Linked DNA regions of Zea mays: all the other regions are linked to region 3. Evidence: chromatin contacts called from public Hi-C data. All regions are on one chromosome and are shown on one strand. The core of a region is the stretch at or near the end of the contact, and the rest is flanking DNA. Distances in the headings are between cores, read along the strand shown. Region 1 holds the start of LOC100284825 (60S ribosomal protein L44). Region 2 overlaps LOC103632291 (phosphomannomutase/phosphoglucomutase). Region 3 holds the start of LOC541891 (plasma membrane intrinsic protein 2).

Region 1 (3,531 bases), core at 649-3,148, 210 kb after region 3:
CTGGGTAACCTTGTGCAGGGTGTGCTTCCTGCATTCCTTGTTCTTACAGTAGGTCTTCTTGGTTTTCGGAACGTTCACCTAGGAAATGTGTACAGCATAATTCATCCACAAAGAATCAATATAAAATAAACTGAAAAGTCATGCTAAATAAAGTAATATATGAACAAATTTTAGTCCCTAAAATTATAATAATTCATCATAAGATATTTTGAAATGAAACATCATAGGAAGTCCAAAAGAAGAATGACTAGCACTAAGGTGCACGAAAAGGTAGGCTCATGGTGGAACAGAAACAAAGGGCACCACAAGGAGTATATACAGAATGCAGCTTAGTGAAAAATAATTAGCATCTTATAAATTAAATAACAGTTGAAGGTTCACATAAGCGAAGTGAACTGTCTCTTGTTAATTTGACTAATATCATATAACTTACAATTCATGAACAAGGAACAATAAAGCTTGAAGTTGCTAACACAATAGATACAAAAAGAACTCTAGTAAGAAAGGTGCCAGTAAAACAAGATATCAATTCCAATGTTATCAAATCGTCTAATTGGTCCTAGTCGCCATGGTACCAATTAGCTTGACTAGTCATGATTGATCATGAGTCATGACTAATCTCAACTGATCACGATTAATAACGATTAATCTTAAGTATAGCTGATCACCATGGCACCAATCAGCCCGACTAATCACCATTAATCATGATTAGTCAGATGACTTGATAACGTTGGTCAATTCCTTCTCACAAGCACCCCAAAAATATCAACAAGGTTAGCATGTAGTCATGGAACAAAACCAACTCATGACAGAATGAGATCTTGGTAAAGTCTTTTACTTAATGTGAGACGAATTCTCTACATGCTAGTTAGAAGCTTGAATTAGTACACAAGACATTTTGTTGTTAATAGGATAGATAAACAATCCTTTGTGAGAGACAAAAGATGTAATTAAACATTAGTATGAAGACCTTGCACACCATTGCACGAGTTCAAATTTTTAATTTTGCCTCAGACAAACAATCGATAAATAAAATACTAAATGTGACACTACTAGGCAAATTTTTGTGACTTTTCTTAGTTGATTTGCACGGAAACTTGGTTTTCACCTGATACGTTGCCAATAAATAGATGGCATAACCATTTCGCTTGATATAGATACCTCTATTTATACCCATGCATGCATACGATCAGTAGATCAGCAAATATAATTATATATTGTAACACACGAACTGGACAGATATAAGTGCTTGCAGTCTGGTTAATCGTAAACGCTTTTTTTAAAACTAACAATGCCCACTAAAATAGATGAAAATATATAGATGTTTGGGCCTTGTTTGCATGCAATGTATCATGGACTAGAGTGCAACTTAAACTAATTTCCACTACAATCCACTTCAAAACTTGTATATTGATGTGGATAATACGCATCCAAACAACACCTTATATAATACAAAAATCCTCAAACAACACAAAATTCACAATACACGACCGCGCGAGAAACCCAAACTAAAATAGCACTAAGCGGAGACCAGCGATCAAAACAAACCCTAGTTACATCACTAAAAAGGCTTCGCTTACATTACTGCTCTCCATCCCGAGCTGGCAGAATTAGACCAAAACACAGGAACGAATCGGGACAGAGTATCCAGGGCCATGTACCACAAGGCAGACAGAAAAGGCCTGAGATCGTAAGCACAAGGTAAAAGGAGGATAGGTGGGAGTCGCTGACCATGGCTGCCGCGTAGTTGCTTCCTCCGTTGCTCCGTCCGTCGCGAGTCCTTGCGGCGGTGTGAGGCGGGATCCCTGAAAACCCTAGCGGCGGAGCGATATATCAGAACAGAGCCGGGCCTCCTGCGCTTTAGCGAGTTCATGGGCCTGTTCCTTGGTCCAATATTTGGCCTGTCATGTAGATTTACAGCCTTTTATCACTCAGCCTACAAGTAGAGACAGCAACAAGTACGAACTCGCTAGCCTATATTTATACCGGCGAAATTAAATTTTATCTAATACACTATCGTCACTGCTCATGAGTAATAAATTGTTTTCATACCCACACCCAATCGGTTAATGATACCTAATGGGTAATCCACACCTGGTAACCACCAACAAATCACAACAGGAATCAGGATGACTTCCGTCGGCCAAAATAATTCTCGTCGGCCAAATACAAAACCGACTTGAATTAACCTATCTCCGTCGGAGGAGCCGACGAGAGTTAATTGTCGTCGGCCAAGGGCTAGACCGACGTGCATTACTTAACTATCGTCGGTCATGGCGATGGCCGACGAGAATTAGTGGGCCATGAAGTAGCGCTCCTAGATATTAATAACTCCTGTCTGCACTGACCCATGTCGACAGACCTAGGAGTTCAATAAGTCCTGTTGGGCGTAGCCTGGGCCGACGGAGATTAATGGGCCATGAAATGACTCGTGACCTAGCACGCCTTGAGTTTTACAACTCTCGTCGGCTATGACCTAAGCTGGCGGGGTTTATTGAGTTATTCCCGATGGCCCAATCCAAGGCCGATGGGGATTAGTTGTTTATGAGGTCACGGTTACCCACACACGCGCTACTTCTCTCTCGACCAAAATCATTCTCCCGACGCCTCAGTTGTCGTGCACCGCCGCCCAACGTTGCCTCCATCGCCGCCAGTTCGGGAGCCACGCTGCCACATCCACTGGTCCCCGCAAGGAGCCGGCGCCGCCACCTCCACCAGCCAAAGCGAGGAGCTGTCACCACCCAGTAGCGCCACCACCTCCACCAGCTCCGGCGAGGAGCCACCACCACCCTCAGACCTGGAGCCTCGTCCATCGTCGTCCCCTGTAGCCCCTCCCAGGAGCTGCCACCCACGCCCCCAAACACCGGTCAGCCACCAAAGAGCCGTTGGGCCAAGGAGCTGCCGCCACCCGAGGAACCCTCTGTCGTCGTTATCTCCCATGGAACAACACTCATGTTGCCTCGTCATCGAGGGATAACTCACTAACCTATCGAATTAAAATGCGAGTGTGATTAGAGTAGTTAAATATGTATGAAGATGTTTATTTTCGTCGGTTTTTATGATCGACAGGAGTTAACTTTTATGTGATTAGAGTTAGTTTAAAATTGTTAATCGATAGTGTTCTTAGTTTTAATATGACTTTACGCATTATAATTGCTATTTTTAATTTGACGTTGCAAATATTAACTATGTGGCTTGATGTTAGGTAAGTATTAAGTCTATTATATTAGATTTAGCTTATGCTATTGAATTGTTGATTTTGATGTTATTTATTGATTAGAGTTAACTTTTAATCTTATATTACTCGGTTAGGGTTACCTTGTAATCTCCGCCCTTAATATTGTGTTACACTGTTTCGAAAACTATATGTCACCTGTTTCAGACGACTATGCATCATATGCATCACTCATGTGATGTGCGGCGATCCAGAATTGTCCCTTTTCTGGACAACCTCAGGATGATCGATGAAGTGTGTCATTTGTGACCACCATGATGTGCTCGTATGGAATTTCGACTATGTAACCTTGTTGT
Region 2 (3,441 bases), core at 202-2,701, 200 kb before region 3:
GTGCCATGTATCTCTCCACCAATCCTGTTCAGCACCAGCGCACAAATCATGTTGAGCTCGACCTCTACTTCGTCCGCGAGCGTGTCGCCGTCGGGGATGTGCGAGTTCTCTATGTCCCGACCACTTCTCAGTTTGTCGACATCTTCACCAAGGGCCTAACTACATCGTTATTTGAGGAGGTTTGGTCCAGTCTTAACATCTGTCGTGGCTAGAATTTCGACCACGAGAGTGTTAGAGTTATTTGTGGCTTTGTATTGTAATGGGGTGTTTTCTATGTAATGGGCTTAGGGCCAACAACTCTATTATAAATATAGCTCCCCCAACCCTGGTTAGGGTTAGGGTTTCCAGCCCACTAACAGATTGAACTATGACTAGATTAGTCATGCGAAGATTTTAAATATTTGTGGATTGATATGTCTACAGGTCCTTCCGTGACTATGGAGAATCCGTCTTGAGACATTTAGAGAATGCAATCAGCAAAGACCCAAATCTCCGTAAAGCCCCGGTGAACCATGAGGGCGTATGTACATATTCTTTGCTTTGTTCTTTCGAAACTTGAATATAGATCTTGATGCATAATTTTTCTTCTGCGAGAAAGCTGGATTTCTGCTTATTTTATGGCATACCATACACAGGTAAGGGTTTCAGGATATGGTGGGTGGTTCTTGCTGAGGCTCTCTCTGCATGATCCTGTTCTTCCCCTAAACATTGAGGTAGTTCTCTTCACTTCCTCTCTCAATCCTAATGAAGGCATTTCGGAGTCATGTGATGTGCGCATGCTACAGGCACAGAGTAACGATGATGCGATTAAGCTGGGGCTTGCGGTTCTTGCTGCTGTGAATGAATTTCCAGCACTGGATGTGACGGCACTGAACAAATTCGTGCATCAGTGAATATAAGGGACGGACATTGGCATCATAATGTGATCAGCTTCGCATGGTGTCGTGTTCGCCCCGGTCGAACATGTTCTACATGTGGCACGAGTATCATACAGAAATATACCAGTTTATTACTTGCACAGGCTTTTTAGTTTGGAAAGACAAGGGAGATTTCAGTGTTGAGATGATTCTTGTGTGTGTTTATACCAGCTATCAGAGTAAGAATATGCGTGCGTACTGTTGAGGCTGATCTTTACTTGAGAATAAGGTTTGAGTTACCTGAGTATTTTTTTAAAAGGATCAGGAGGCTTGCTGTGATGTGAGGCCACGAATTTGCCAATAAGTACCTCGATTTTTCTTTAGCGATTTCACATTGGTTTGAATTACCCATTCGCTGTTCTTTGTCGGCATCTTAACATTTTGGTAGATGGTAGGATACAATTGCAGCAGACCTGTAGAGTGTTCACCGTATTCTCGCATATTTGCTACGTTTCGCTCATAAAAGAAGAGCCCGGACGTAGTACAAATTTGTCGTTTGGTGTAAACATGAATGGTGGCATCTGACGTGGACACCACGCAAGGCTTGTGCTGTACCATTTTGGTGCCCACACGTCCACCACCTCGCCGCTGTGAGCTGTAGATGGTAGAGGATCATAATCCAAATGGTTATTCATAAAATATAAAATGATAAGATCTTAAATAAATTTTAGTTTAAAAATGAATAGAAAAAATATCTGATCCTAATCTAATTCTTAAATCTTATAGTGTAAAATTTATAGTCCATTGTCATTCATAGCTATAGCGTTTCTCTTTATATAGAAGAGCTTGAAAAAGGTACTATGTTAGTTTTGATAATTGATAAAAATATAAAATTATTGTAACTAATATATATTTTTGCAGAAACAAAATAATTTATATCGTAACAATAGATGATTAGGCTTAAGTTAGATCAAAAGATGATTAGGTTAACATTGTATTAGTGCCTTTATCGATGAAAACTAATGGCCGTTTTTTAAATGATGACCAAAAAGGTTAATGATATGTTAGTTCTAAGCATTAATAATCGTTGGACACTTAGACTATCTCCAGCAGTTTTGAAAGTTCCATTTGTCCGGAGACAGGATCTAGATGTCGCCTAGAGGGGGTGAATAGGCGAATAAAAATTAACACTTAAAAACTGGAAATTCTTACTCTACTTGAAGACTGGATCGCAGTGGAATGAAAGACCCGTCGAGTAGGTTGCAGCGGAATTGAAGTTCCTGTCTTAAAATACCCTGCACTTTGAAGACAACTTATACCACATATAAGTATTGAAGTGCAAGTATAAAAAGCAAATAAGACAAAGACATTACACAACACAGAGCAGAGCACACAGGCACAAGGATTTATCCCAAGGTTCGGCCAAGCCTGAAATGCTTGCCTAGTTCTTGTTAGAGTTAGCCACATCTTGGCTTAGAGTCTATTTTAACTCCTTCCTCCGTTTGCTCAGATCTATCAGTGCAACAGATAGAGCCTTCCACTATGTTGATATCAGTTACAACGATACCGTGGCTGCTTACAATATTCTCGACAACACTCCAGCAGAGTAATAATGCGATCAAGATTTTGCTCTAGCTCTCAGCAGCACTTCCCCTCTCTCTAAAGGTTTATAACTTCGCCTCTACACACACTAGAGAGATATACAAGAGAGGGAGAGAAAGAATTGATCCAAATGATGTATGGACTTGTTGGCTGCTCTTGTACACTTGTTTGAGGCGCCTAGGGGTCCCTTTTATAGTCCTAAAGGGCCTAGGAGCCGTTGGAGCTTCATTTGGAAGCTCCCAGCCTTCCCTGTCTGCGGGTGCACCGGACTGTCCGATGCGCCACTGGACACTGCACAGTAACTGATCTAATTGATAGTTTTCTTCTCTGAAAGGGCTAGCCATTGGTGCACCGGACATGTTACTATTCACTGTGCTATGCACCGGACAGGTTACTATTCACTGTCCTATATGCACCGAACATGTTACTATTCACTGGTTTGTGCACCGGACATGTTACTATTCGCTGTCCTGTGCACCAGACATGTTACTATTCACTGTCCTGTGCACCAGCCAACAACACACTAAGTGCTTTTTTCCTCCATTCTTTCTCCATTTGACTTCAACTTTTGGGAGGATTTTCCTGAGACTTAAACAAACACATTTAGAGTATAATCTAATTTACTTAGTGGTAGAAACTTACCTCTTTCTTGTTCTTCTCCTAGCTTTTCTGTTTCTCCTCAAGTAGAGCTTAGAATGGCACTTTCTCTACAGAAAGAGTTAGAGAGCAAACCAAAGCACCAAACTTGTAGTAAGAGGCGCATGCAACATAGTTGAACACTCAAACCTTACATACTTAACCTTTTTCATCATTTTACCCATTTTGGCCTGTTTGAGGTCGATGTTGGACTCTAAACCATCAAGTCGACTTGACTTGACCTAGATTGACATATCTGAGCTCCAACACCCTGCAAAGGTCACATAGAATATATCCAAACATAGTAACAACCCCAACTATATATCAAAGTGAACTAAGCTCTTTC
Region 3 (3,222 bases), core at 533-3,032:
CCAGTTTTTGCTGAGCTTCCCAAGGTGGCAGATTTGTCTGGTCCAGGGATTTGGCCTGAGAAAATTGTGGACAGAAGGTTGGTTCGGAGGGGTAATCATGCATTGCCTCAAGTGATGATTAAATGGTCAGGTTTGCCTGTTTCTTCAGCAACCTGGGAAGATTTTTATGTGGTCAAAAACAGGTTTCCTGATGCCCTCGCTTGGGGACAAGCGAGTTCTGTTGGGGGGGGGGGGAAATGTAACGACTGAAGCAGAGGTGAGTTCGGTGTAGTAGTAGATCTGGAGATCTATGAGGTTCTAGAAGCATTAGGGTTAATCTGGGCCATTGTGTGGCTTTTCTTTGATTGTAATCTGGCCCATCTAATGGCCTATAAATACTTGTACTGATAAACCGTCAGAGATGACGAATTGAATAAGAAAGGATTAGCCACAAACCTGTCTACTTCTTCTTCCTCGCCACCGAAGCTTACTAGGAAAGCTGTCGGTTCCTGCTGTCGCGGCTCACGTCTAGGGTTTGGCGAACCCTAGGCCACGGGTCGTGACAGACTGACAGCATGCTAGCTGAACCTAGTGTATAAGGATTTCCTGAACTGAGAAACAGTGAGATTCGGTATACTTACAAGAGTTCGCACACCATAACAACGGAATACTGGTCGTATGTTATTTAAAACTAGTTTAATCCCCGTGCGTTGCAACGGTACCCAACCATATTTGATGATATTGATTGGGTGACTAATCGACACTTGAGAGTCTTAATAGACCCTCCACATAAAAATACCATAATAAATGAATTTAATGTCGAAATGAACATATTGTTCATATACTAGATATTGAACTGGTAAGACATAGATAAGTACAAGTATGCCAACAAGATCATTCCTGAAATACTAAATACAACAAGTTTATCCTCTAATGATTAACATGCTTACTGAAATAAATACTTGCTCTTGCCTTTAGAGTATCACATCAAACAATAAAAACATTTTCTGCTTTTTACATAGTCTTGTACTCATCTCCAATTGTATAGTTGGTTTCACTTAAAATTCAATGTGCAACGGCGGAAGAAGCGGACAGAGGTTGTTGCAAAATGGACGGGGTTTGTTGCTAGAGCGACAGCTACCAGAACATTGTTGTGCGAAAAAATAGGATAGTGATGAGATATGATCTGAAACCGCAGGTTGATTTCAAAGAAATAAGAGATTATTTATAAAAAGATGACGTGAGATGACCGTTGAAACTGATGCTTTAATATGGCAGATAGAAAAAAATAAAACGTGGAACACTGTAGAGTTAATCGGTGTGAAAACGCTGTAGAATCACATGCATGTACACCATTTAAAAGAAAACAACAATACTGCATCCCAACAAATGGGGCATTATTAGAGTTTCAGTATGAGAACCCTTTCCCTCCGCTATACAGTGTAATCTAAATTCCTGCTATATTTTGGAAAGCTGTTGGAAAACAAAAATGAAAGATTCGTTAATTTCGCATTATTACATAACATCTTCTATATATTTCATATACTGCGCTGAAACTCAAACGATGAGTTTTGAGATGACTCCTCATTGACATGTCCAGCGGGAAATCTGAACTTTTGCAAGACATGCTCATGAATCGCTAAACAAGCAAACATTTGTCTGCCCCACGCAGAACAACTACCCATGAGCACAAGAATTTTCCATTTTATTTAGAAATGCATTACCGCTTAAACCCACACGAATGCCCTCCTCCATAAACTCCCTATAAATACATACCCTCCGTGTCAGCCCTAACACAGCAACGCAAGCAAGCAATTGTCAACCGACTCTATCTTAGCTCTCTTTGCAAGCCAGTAGGTCACCACTCAAAAGCTTGTGAAGCAGGTGAGATGGGCAAGGAGGTGGATGTGTCCACTCTAGAGGCCGGCGGCGTCCGTGACCGTGACTACGCGGACCCTCCGCCGGCACCGCTGATCGACATCGACGAGCTCGGCAAGTGGTCCCTGTACCGCGCCGTGATCGCCGAGTTCGTGGCCACGCTGCTGTTCCTGTACATCACGGTTGCCACGGTGATCGGGTACAAGCACCAGACGGACGCGTCGGCGTCGGGGCCCGACGCGGCGTGCAGCGGCGTGGGCATCCTGGGCATCGCGTGGGCGTTCGGCGGCATGATCTTCATCCTCGTCTACTGCACCGCCGGCATCTCGGGCGGCCACATCAACCCGGCCGTCACGTTCGGCCTCTTCCTGGCGCGCAAGGTCTCCCTGGTGCGCGCTCTGCTGTACATGGCCGCGCAGAGCCTCGGTGCTATCTGCGGCGTCGCGCTCGTCAAGGGCTTCCAGAGCGGGTTCTACGCGCGCTACGGCGGCGGCGCCAATGAGGTCAGCGCCGGGTACTCCACCGGCACGGGGCTCGCCGCCGAGATCATCGGTACCTTCGTGCTCGTCTACACCGTCTTCTCCGCCACCGACCCCAAGCGCAACGCTCGCGACTCCCACGTTCCGGTAATATACACGCCTTTCCTTTGAGATGTGATCCTGCATTTATTCCTGCTGCTGCCCATTTCTCCAGAACTTGTGCTGTGCATTGCCTCTCGTGTTGCATTATTGATGAACCAAGGAAATGCTCATCAGGTGCTGGCGCCGCTTCCGATCGGGTTCGCTGTGTTCATGGTGCACCTGGCGACGATCCCGATCACTGGCACCGGTATCAACCCGGCGAGGAGCCTCGGCGCCGCCGTCGTGTACAACAACAGCAAAGCCTGGAGCGACCAGGTATTTACACACATTGTCCACGATTGCAGCACTCACTCATTTGTTGGTTGCTAATTTGCTGTTGCTGCATGCAGTGGATCTTCTGGGTGGGCCCGTTCATCGGAGCGGCGATCGCAGCGCTATACCACCAGATCGTCCTCCGCGCCAGCGCCAGGGGGTACGGCTCCTTCCGGAGCAACGCCTAGGACCATCTCGTCGGCGGGCTATTCAGCTCTTCCTCCTCCGCAGTTTAAGGTGAACGGAGAAGGAGAGCGCAAGGGGGTACGGAGCAACGTCTAGGCTCACCTCGCCTTTGCCCCCGCCCATCCACAGCAGCAGTAGCTTTCATTCAGGTCAAGTGTTGCAGCTGCCGGCAACGGTAGCTAGCGCAGGCGTTTGTGAGTTTGTGTGCGGTGTGGAAAGCAAGTGTGACTTGGTCAGCGTCTGTGTGTCCTGTTGGGTTGCAGTCAATCTAACTTAATAAAGATGG

What was found. A called contact is a pair of places that touch in the nucleus more often than the background predicts.
Region 1: a contact with region 3 is called in a Hi-C map of tassel, with 2.5 times the contacts expected there. The contact joins the promoter of LOC100284825 here to the promoter of LOC541891 in region 3. A contact is called at or near these places in 2 of 25 Hi-C or Micro-C datasets (ear and tassel).
Region 2: a Hi-C map of leaf shows a contact between it and region 3, with 3 times the contacts expected there. The contact joins the enhancer-like site here to the promoter of LOC541891 in region 3. A contact is called at or near these places in 7 of 25 Hi-C or Micro-C datasets (bundle sheath, ear, endosperm and 3 more).

Annotation. Positions count from the first base shown.
Region 1 is chr7:42,529,146-42,532,676 of Zm-B73-REFERENCE-NAM-5.0, reverse strand. It overlaps LOC100284825 (60S ribosomal protein L44), which reads right to left and starts at 1,898. Exons shown (of 4, transcript NM_001157720.2): 1 at 1,732-1,898; 2 at 1-78. The coding sequence starts at 1,734.
Region 2 is chr7:42,937,836-42,941,276 of Zm-B73-REFERENCE-NAM-5.0, reverse strand. LOC103632291 (phosphomannomutase/phosphoglucomutase) reads left to right here. Exons shown (of 17, transcript XM_008654105.4): 15 at 424-520; 16 at 636-713; 17 at 786-1,249. The coding sequence ends at 893. Among protein-coding and RNA genes, the nearest start is that of LOC109941238, 60 kb to the right of the region's middle. Within about 2 kb of position 1,451, at least 8 of the 20 cell types and tissues checked have an H3K27ac peak or open chromatin away from gene starts, as enhancers often do. A contact at or near this core is called in ear, endosperm and leaf, where this site is marked.
Region 3 is chr7:42,734,602-42,737,823 of Zm-B73-REFERENCE-NAM-5.0, reverse strand. LOC541891 (plasma membrane intrinsic protein 2) reads left to right here and starts at 1,782. Exons shown (of 3, transcript NM_001111557.1): 1 at 1,782-2,483; 2 at 2,613-2,753; 3 at 2,828-3,222. The coding sequence starts at 1,869. The coding sequence ends at 2,938.